Regions from separate parts of the Mus musculus genome. Here region 2 is linked to region 1. The links are chromatin contacts, called in public Hi-C maps. All regions are on one chromosome and are shown on one strand. The core of a region is the stretch at or near the end of the contact, and the rest is flanking DNA. Distances in the headings are between cores, read along the strand shown. Region 1 overlaps Arhgap28 (Rho GTPase activating protein 28). Region 2 overlaps L3mbtl4 (L3MBTL4 histone methyl-lysine binding protein).

Region 1 (3,301 bases), core at 538-3,037:
TTTCCGTTCATCATAACCTTGCTGCTACCCTCCCTTCTGCTCCTAAGTCAGACCATGAACACATGCCTCTCCGCTCTTTCACATGTGGAATGAGAAATGCCCCAATAAAGTAACTCTGACTTCACTGCAGAGTGCAGGCATAATAATGACTTTCCTGGAACGGGTACAGCAGCTCTGCCAACACACACATACACACACACACACACACACACCTTCCACATGTTGGTGTATCCTTTGCTCCAGTGCACTAGGCAAACAGCTTGTGTTAAAGCACCAGGCCTTTCTCTGTAAGTTCCACTCACAGTCAGGTCCTACTTGAAAGAGTCTGCATTATCGGGTCATCTGTTTATCAGTGGCAACTGTTCTTTAAGCTTCTTTACTATGGTCAAACTCATTTTCTACCATGCCTTTGGACTTGAGGGTTTACCTCAAACAGCAGGCACCTGGAAGCATCAGACTGATACAGCCCTAAAGAGATAACTTAAATGAGACTTGAGTAGCCTTTCCCTTTTTACAGCCTTTGCCTCGTTCTCGTGAGACGCCTACTTTGAGTCCCGAACAGAGCCAGCCGTTTTGTTCATCTCATGCCAAACACAAGCGTTTCTACGGCTTCCAGAGGCTGCGAAACTGAAATCTGTGTCAAGCTTGCTGAGTTAGGTGCCAAGGCAGGATACTGATGGGTATGCGGCCAGCCTGGGTTCAAATGATGAGTTTATGTCTCAAAAAAGCCAACCAATCAACCCATCAACCAACCAACCAACCCATCAACCAACCAATCAACCCATCAATCAACTAACCCAGCAACGACCAACCAATCCACCAACCCACCAACCAACCAATCCACCAATTACCCAACCCGCCAATCTATCAGTCACTAGAAACCTCTTTTTTTGTTTACCACTAAGGAGAACACAGGCAGAGTCAAAGTCGTGTCCTTAAGTCTCTTTGGAGCACAGAGAAGGCTACATCAGTTTCTGAAGCATCTTCACAAAATAAATAAATAAATAAATAAAAGCAAAGCCCCAGCCTGAAGCTACCAGCTCGGGAGAGAGACCAAACACACAGGGTGGCATAACTCCAAAGCACCTACAGCTAACCTCAGAACAACAGGCAGCAGAGGCAAGGAGAGCTTACACGTCAAACAGTCTGCCTTCTTCCATAAAACACGTTCCCAGCGTTTGGCTCAGATTTCTGCGATGTTTTGAAAAGAACATCACTGAGCATTCCAAAGCATCAAACTGGTTCCAAATGATCTGTGGGCCTCAGACTTGGAAGCTGGCTTTGCAGCTCGTTTGGCTCTAGGTGAGCAGCTTCCTCTCAGGCCTGAGTCCCTGTCAGGCCCACTGATCATCTAGAACGCAAAGCCGGACCACTCAATATCAGCACCCCACCCCCACCCCCCACACAATGGCTGCTGTCATTTACTTGGCTCGAATCAAGAGTAATTATAATGGCTTTTGAAAACTGCCTTTCCCCAAGCACGTTGTCAGAAATGTACTTCGGGGATAAGGAAAACACAGCAGAAAACTTAACCAGCACAGGTACTGAAGGTTTGAATAAAGGGGACGTGAAGGCCTAGGCAACGTATCCAGGGCCACTGTCTCTCTAGCCACAGCGTTTTCCCAGTATCTGCTCACTGGCTCAGATTTCTTCCATGCTTGCTTGCCTGAAACCAGAGCTAGGAAAACATCTGGATTGCATTTGTGGACTAACAAGCGGCAGAATAAACCGGCTGACACAACGTCAAAAACAGTAAGGGAAAATAGACCTTGCCCTAAATTCGGGGTGGGTACTCATGCGTCAGTGAACACACTGAAGGGTGATCAGCCTTCGGTAAGCAGGTTTCACACAAAGAAAGGGTTGTCGAAGAAACGTAACTCCCACTCTAACATCATACGCGGGGCACGTAAGAAACTTTTCTCTTCACAGTGGATCTGCACAGAGAGGGGCTTAGAGGCGTGGAGTTTGATTCTGGTGGCGAAGCCTGGCTCTTTGGCTCTCTTTCTAGTCTCTGACTCAGCTGATAACTTAGACAACCAAAGCAGTCCACACTTTATCCTCATTACTGCGTGTTCTCCCCAGAGGCGTGCCTATGAACGGAACACGATAAATCAAAACAAGCTCACTTCAGGAGCCTTCCAAATGAAACTGTGTTAGTATTTAACCAGCTCCTTGCTGAATGGAGTCCTAATTTCCAACCTGCCCATCTTCAGACATCCCTACAAATGAGAACTTGCCACATTCATTTACAAAGAGGCTCAGGTGGCCGATTCTGTCGGCTGGTCAGGCCCAGCACCTATGCTAGCCGGTGACTGATCAGGTAGATGGCTCCAGGCTTGCACCATTCTGCCCAGTGCAGGGCTCCCCTGTTGGGAGGAAGTGACAAGCTTGTACCATAGCCCAGGTCCTACCAGCTCTCTTTCACTACCAACCAGTCCATTGTTGCTTTGGAGGAGCCAATAGACACAGCCTACTTAATTTCTTTTCACTCAAGAAATATGCTGCAGGCTGGCTGGGCATGGTGGCGCACGCCTTTAATCCCAGCACTTGGGAGGCAGAGGCAGGCGGATTTCCGAGTTCGAGGCCAGCCTGGTCTACAGAGTGAGTTCCAGGACAGCCAGGGCTATACAGACAAACCCTGTCTCGAAAAACCAAACCAAACTAAACAAAACAAAAAAACAAAACAAACAAACAAAAAAAAAAACAAAAAAAAAAAAAGAAAGAAAAAGGAAAAGAAATATGCTACCATATTTCAACATTTCTACCTTGACCCTTCTCATAGGTATAGATTCCCTCAAGTATAAGTGAATTAATGAAGGGATTCCTCTCCACCCCTGTGCCTTTTCTTTCATTGGCTTATCACAATCATTTCTTCACCACCACTTGCACATTCTTTTCAAGGCCCATCATTGGGTGTCCACAGACTGGGGTGACCAAAACGTAGGCATGTGTGTGCCCAAAAGGAAGCACAATGAAAGCTTTTACTAGAAAAGGTTCGCCCCTCCAGGACTCCTCACTGCTCTGTAGAGCTTGCCTGTGTGGGTATAAGAAGGCAGAGCAAAGGAATTCACACTGCTGCGCTGCGGTTTTATGTAGATGCTGGCATTACCATACATGGAACTGGGGTTTCAGAGCTGCTGCTGAGTGAGTACTCCAGTGGTTAGGAGCACTGCTACAAATTCTTAGATGAAATCTGACCAAAGAAGAAGCTAAGAATGGGTCTCAGCTGTGAGCAATTAGCAATGGAAGTAAAAGCTCAAAGACTCCTAAAGGCCAAAAAAAAAAAAAAAAAAAAAAAAAG
Region 2 (3,377 bases), core at 403-2,902, 450 kb after region 1:
TACATGGCCCCTTAAGCCTGTCTCTTCTGGCATGATGGTGTACACCTTTGATCTCAGCCTAGGAAAGGCAGAAGCAACATTCCCTCTCACCACACTTAATAATACTTTGCACATCCACTCGTTTTCCTGAAAACTTTATTATTTCATTTTTCTTAATATTTAATTCCAGCACTCAGGAGGCAAAGACCGGCAGATGTTTATGATTTCTAGGCTAGCTTGGTCTACACAGCAAGCAGAACAGCCAAGGCTATGTAGTGAGACCCCTGTCTCAAACAAACAAACAAACAAACAAACAAACAAAAACAAAACCTCAAACAAACAAGCAAAAAGTGTACACATGCAATATGTGTGTAATGGTATAACTGTGGGTCTATAAATCTAGAAAGGAGACAAAGAGGAGGTAGCGTTAGGTTATAAGGGAAGATGGAGATGGACAGAAGGGCACATGGGACATGGAAGGAGAACAAAATCAGGAGCTGACGGAGTTTATGAGGGCAAGATGGGGAAGCCATGCGGGTGGGATAAGGGAAGGGTAGCCACAAAGACATACTTAGTTTGAAAATATCGTTATGGTATATTTAGCACATTATTTGTTGATTTAAAATATAAAAGTACAATAGAAATGCCTTCTTTGATGTGCATTTGATGACTGGGCAGTGAGCATCTCTGTGCCGGTGAGATGCTGATAACAGAACTCCTATCCTCAGTCAGGTACATGTCTATAGTATATCTTACAGTGTGCATGTGCGTGCTCGAGTGTGTGTGTGTGTGTGTGTGTGTGTGTGTGTGTGTCTGTGATGGCGCATGCATGAGCGTGCATGTGGAGGGGGCATTCTAACCCCAAAGAACTCAACTAGGAGGCACCCAAAGGTAGGAAGAGATGAGCCAGATCTTTATCTGAGTGTGCCTTAGTCTCTTGCTCTTCAGCAATGTGCTTGGCATCACATACAAACCTCCATGACTGCATCCCTCTCAGCTACAATCAGGGATGCTCGTCTATCTTTACTGGGTGTCTGAGATGGGAGGAAACATCGCCTGCTCTTGCCTTTCGCCTGTATGCATACCACACAGAGCTGGATAGGAGGCTTTGTTTCGTACAGTCACCCTGACAAAGGTCAGATATTCCATTTGGTGTTGGGTGACAACCATCAGCATTTCATGGGTCCTTTGGAGGCTGGTTGTCATTTTTCCAAGTTCTCACTTTGTATAAGCTTTTCCTTTGTAGGAGAGGCCCAGAACCCAGGGACCATGTGACATCAAACCATTGTGCTGTGCTTCTTATATTGTTCCTCTGTCAGTGTGCCTTCCACTAGCCATTGTCCTGAGAGTGCCCGCCAGCAGGCTGAACAGAACAGCACCCCTCCAGTGGCAGGCTGGAGCCACTCTTTCCTTTTCAACTCTCTTTAGCACTTTTCGTACTCTCCAGGTGCCGCTCTCTACTTTATATTCTATAGCCAACTTCTACTAGTCAGATTCTGGGCTAGCCCATGTCCCTAAACTTGGTGGCAAAAGCCTTTTGCTTGCTGAGTTAGCCTCCTGACCCTGCTTTGGCTATCACAAAGTCAAACCATTCCAAAGACTCTGAAGCTGTGGGCTGATAGTAATCACATGATAAGCAGCTGTTTAGCTGCAGCTGTTATTCTTTAACAGGTGTTGTCTCCAGGACAGCCATAAATCCAGTGGATGACCATGTCATTTGTACTTTGTTATGGAAGTTACTGGAATGGGGTGCATGTTAAGTCTTGAGCAATGACGGCCTGGTGTTTTCCCTCTGATCATTTTGACCGTGGAAAGCATTTAAAAAGTTAATATTAACTATAACTCTTTTTCCCCATTGATTGATTGATTGATTGATGGTTTACTTTACATCCTGATTGCCGGCCCCCTCCTCCCAGTATCCCCCTTATAAAGTCCCTCCCCGATTCCACATTTTCTTCTCCTGTGAGAGGGTGGAGGACCCTCTCGGGCTTTCTCCACCCTGGCACATCAAGTCTTTTTAGGGCTAGGTGCACCTTTCTCCCACTGAGGCCAGACAAGGCATCAATCAGTTAGGGGAATGGATTCCACAGCCAGGTTATAGCTTTAGGGACAGCTCCTTGAAGAGACCACCCCCCCGAAACCAGGCATAACCCCCAATAGAGGGATAAGGACACCCACCCACTCACAAAACTCAAAATTTGTCCTATCTATAAGAAATGCAGGGACAAAGATAGCGTGAAGACTGAGGGAATGGCCAACCAATCACTGGCCCAACTTGAGACCCATCCCAGGGGCAAGCAACAATCTCTGGCACTATTAATGATGCTCTGTTATGCTGGGAGACAGGATCCTAGCATAGCTGTCCTCTGAGAAGCTCCACCCAGCAGCTGACTGAAACAGATGCAGAAACAGCCAAACATTGGATGGAGTTCTGGCAGTCTTATGGAAGAGTTGGGAAAGGATTGAGGGCCCTGGAGGGAATGGGTACCCCACAGGAGGACCAACAGTGTCAACTAACCTAGATCCTTAGGGCTCTCAGAGACTGAATCACTAACCTAAGGCTAACTCTTAATCATAGAAGAATTGTAGAAAGCTAATAATTAATGGATGTATGTGATGGACGAGAGGAAGGCATTCTCCTAAGCTCAGCATGTTAATGGTGGCATGTTAAGAGTGGCTACTGGGGATTGTTGAGTCCATTCAAGAAATTACCTGAAGGGTCTTGGGGTCATGGAGATGTGTTCTCAAAAGGGGTCGTATGATTTGCCTGTCTCCCCTGGTTTGAGATGCAATTTCTCCTACATGTTTTCTGGCCATGGTTTGACGCCATTATCCTCACTAGAGACCAAACCAGTCCATCTCTAATCCTGTACTTAGCTAAAGTTTTAGCTAAACAAACAAACAAACAAACAAACAAACAAACAAACCCTCTTCTTTTTGTAAAGTGACCTGCCTTGGTTGTTTTGTCATAGAGCTGTAAAGATAAGGCAGAGTATTTTCTTCCCTTTGTATGATTTACTTTTGGAGTTCAGAGATATTATGATGACATGGTATTCCTTGAGTTGCTCAAAAAATTAGCCTTTTTCTTTTTTAATAAAATCTTCTTCCAAATAATTCCTCTCAACACTTGGTATTGAATTCACACCTTCCTGTTTTGCAGGCTTTGGGGTTCTGTATACAAAGGGGGTGGGCATGAGAACAGATACGGTAGTGCTGTGCTTTAGCTTGTTGGGCGAAGCTGAGAGGGTGTAGAAAACTGTGAAGAAAATATTTTTTTTTTGAACATGAAAGCTACTTTGAATGTTTTTTTTTTTTTCTAGATATGGAGGGGATCTAGAATCTGACAGTGGCCTTACCTCAAAGTGCTTTATCTGGGAACAGTCTGCCTTTCGACAAGT

Evidence for each region. Hi-C and Micro-C count contacts between places; a contact is called where the count stands out from the background.
Region 2: a Hi-C map of muscle stem cells shows a contact between it and region 1, with 2.8 times the contacts expected there. The contact joins two enhancer-like sites. A contact is called at or near these places in 2 of 484 Hi-C or Micro-C datasets (embryonic fibroblasts and muscle stem cells).

What each region holds. Positions count from the first base shown.
Region 1 is chr17:67,864,989-67,868,289 of GRCm38.p6, forward strand. All of the region lies in intron 10 of Arhgap28 (Rho GTPase activating protein 28), which reads right to left. Among named protein-coding and RNA genes, the nearest start is that of Arhgap28, 140 kb to the right of the region's middle. Within about 2 kb of position 1,788, at least 63 of the 459 cell types and tissues checked have an H3K27ac peak or open chromatin away from gene starts, as enhancers often do. A contact at or near this core is called in muscle stem cells, where this site is marked.
Region 2 is chr17:68,311,074-68,314,450 of GRCm38.p6, forward strand. L3mbtl4 (L3MBTL4 histone methyl-lysine binding protein) reads left to right here. Exons shown (of 21, transcript NM_177278.5): 2 at 3,300-3,377. Among named protein-coding and RNA genes, the nearest start is that of L3mbtl4, 39 kb to the left of the region's middle. Within about 2 kb of position 1,653, at least 5 of the 459 cell types and tissues checked have an H3K27ac peak or open chromatin away from gene starts, as enhancers often do. A contact at or near this core is called in muscle stem cells, where this site is marked.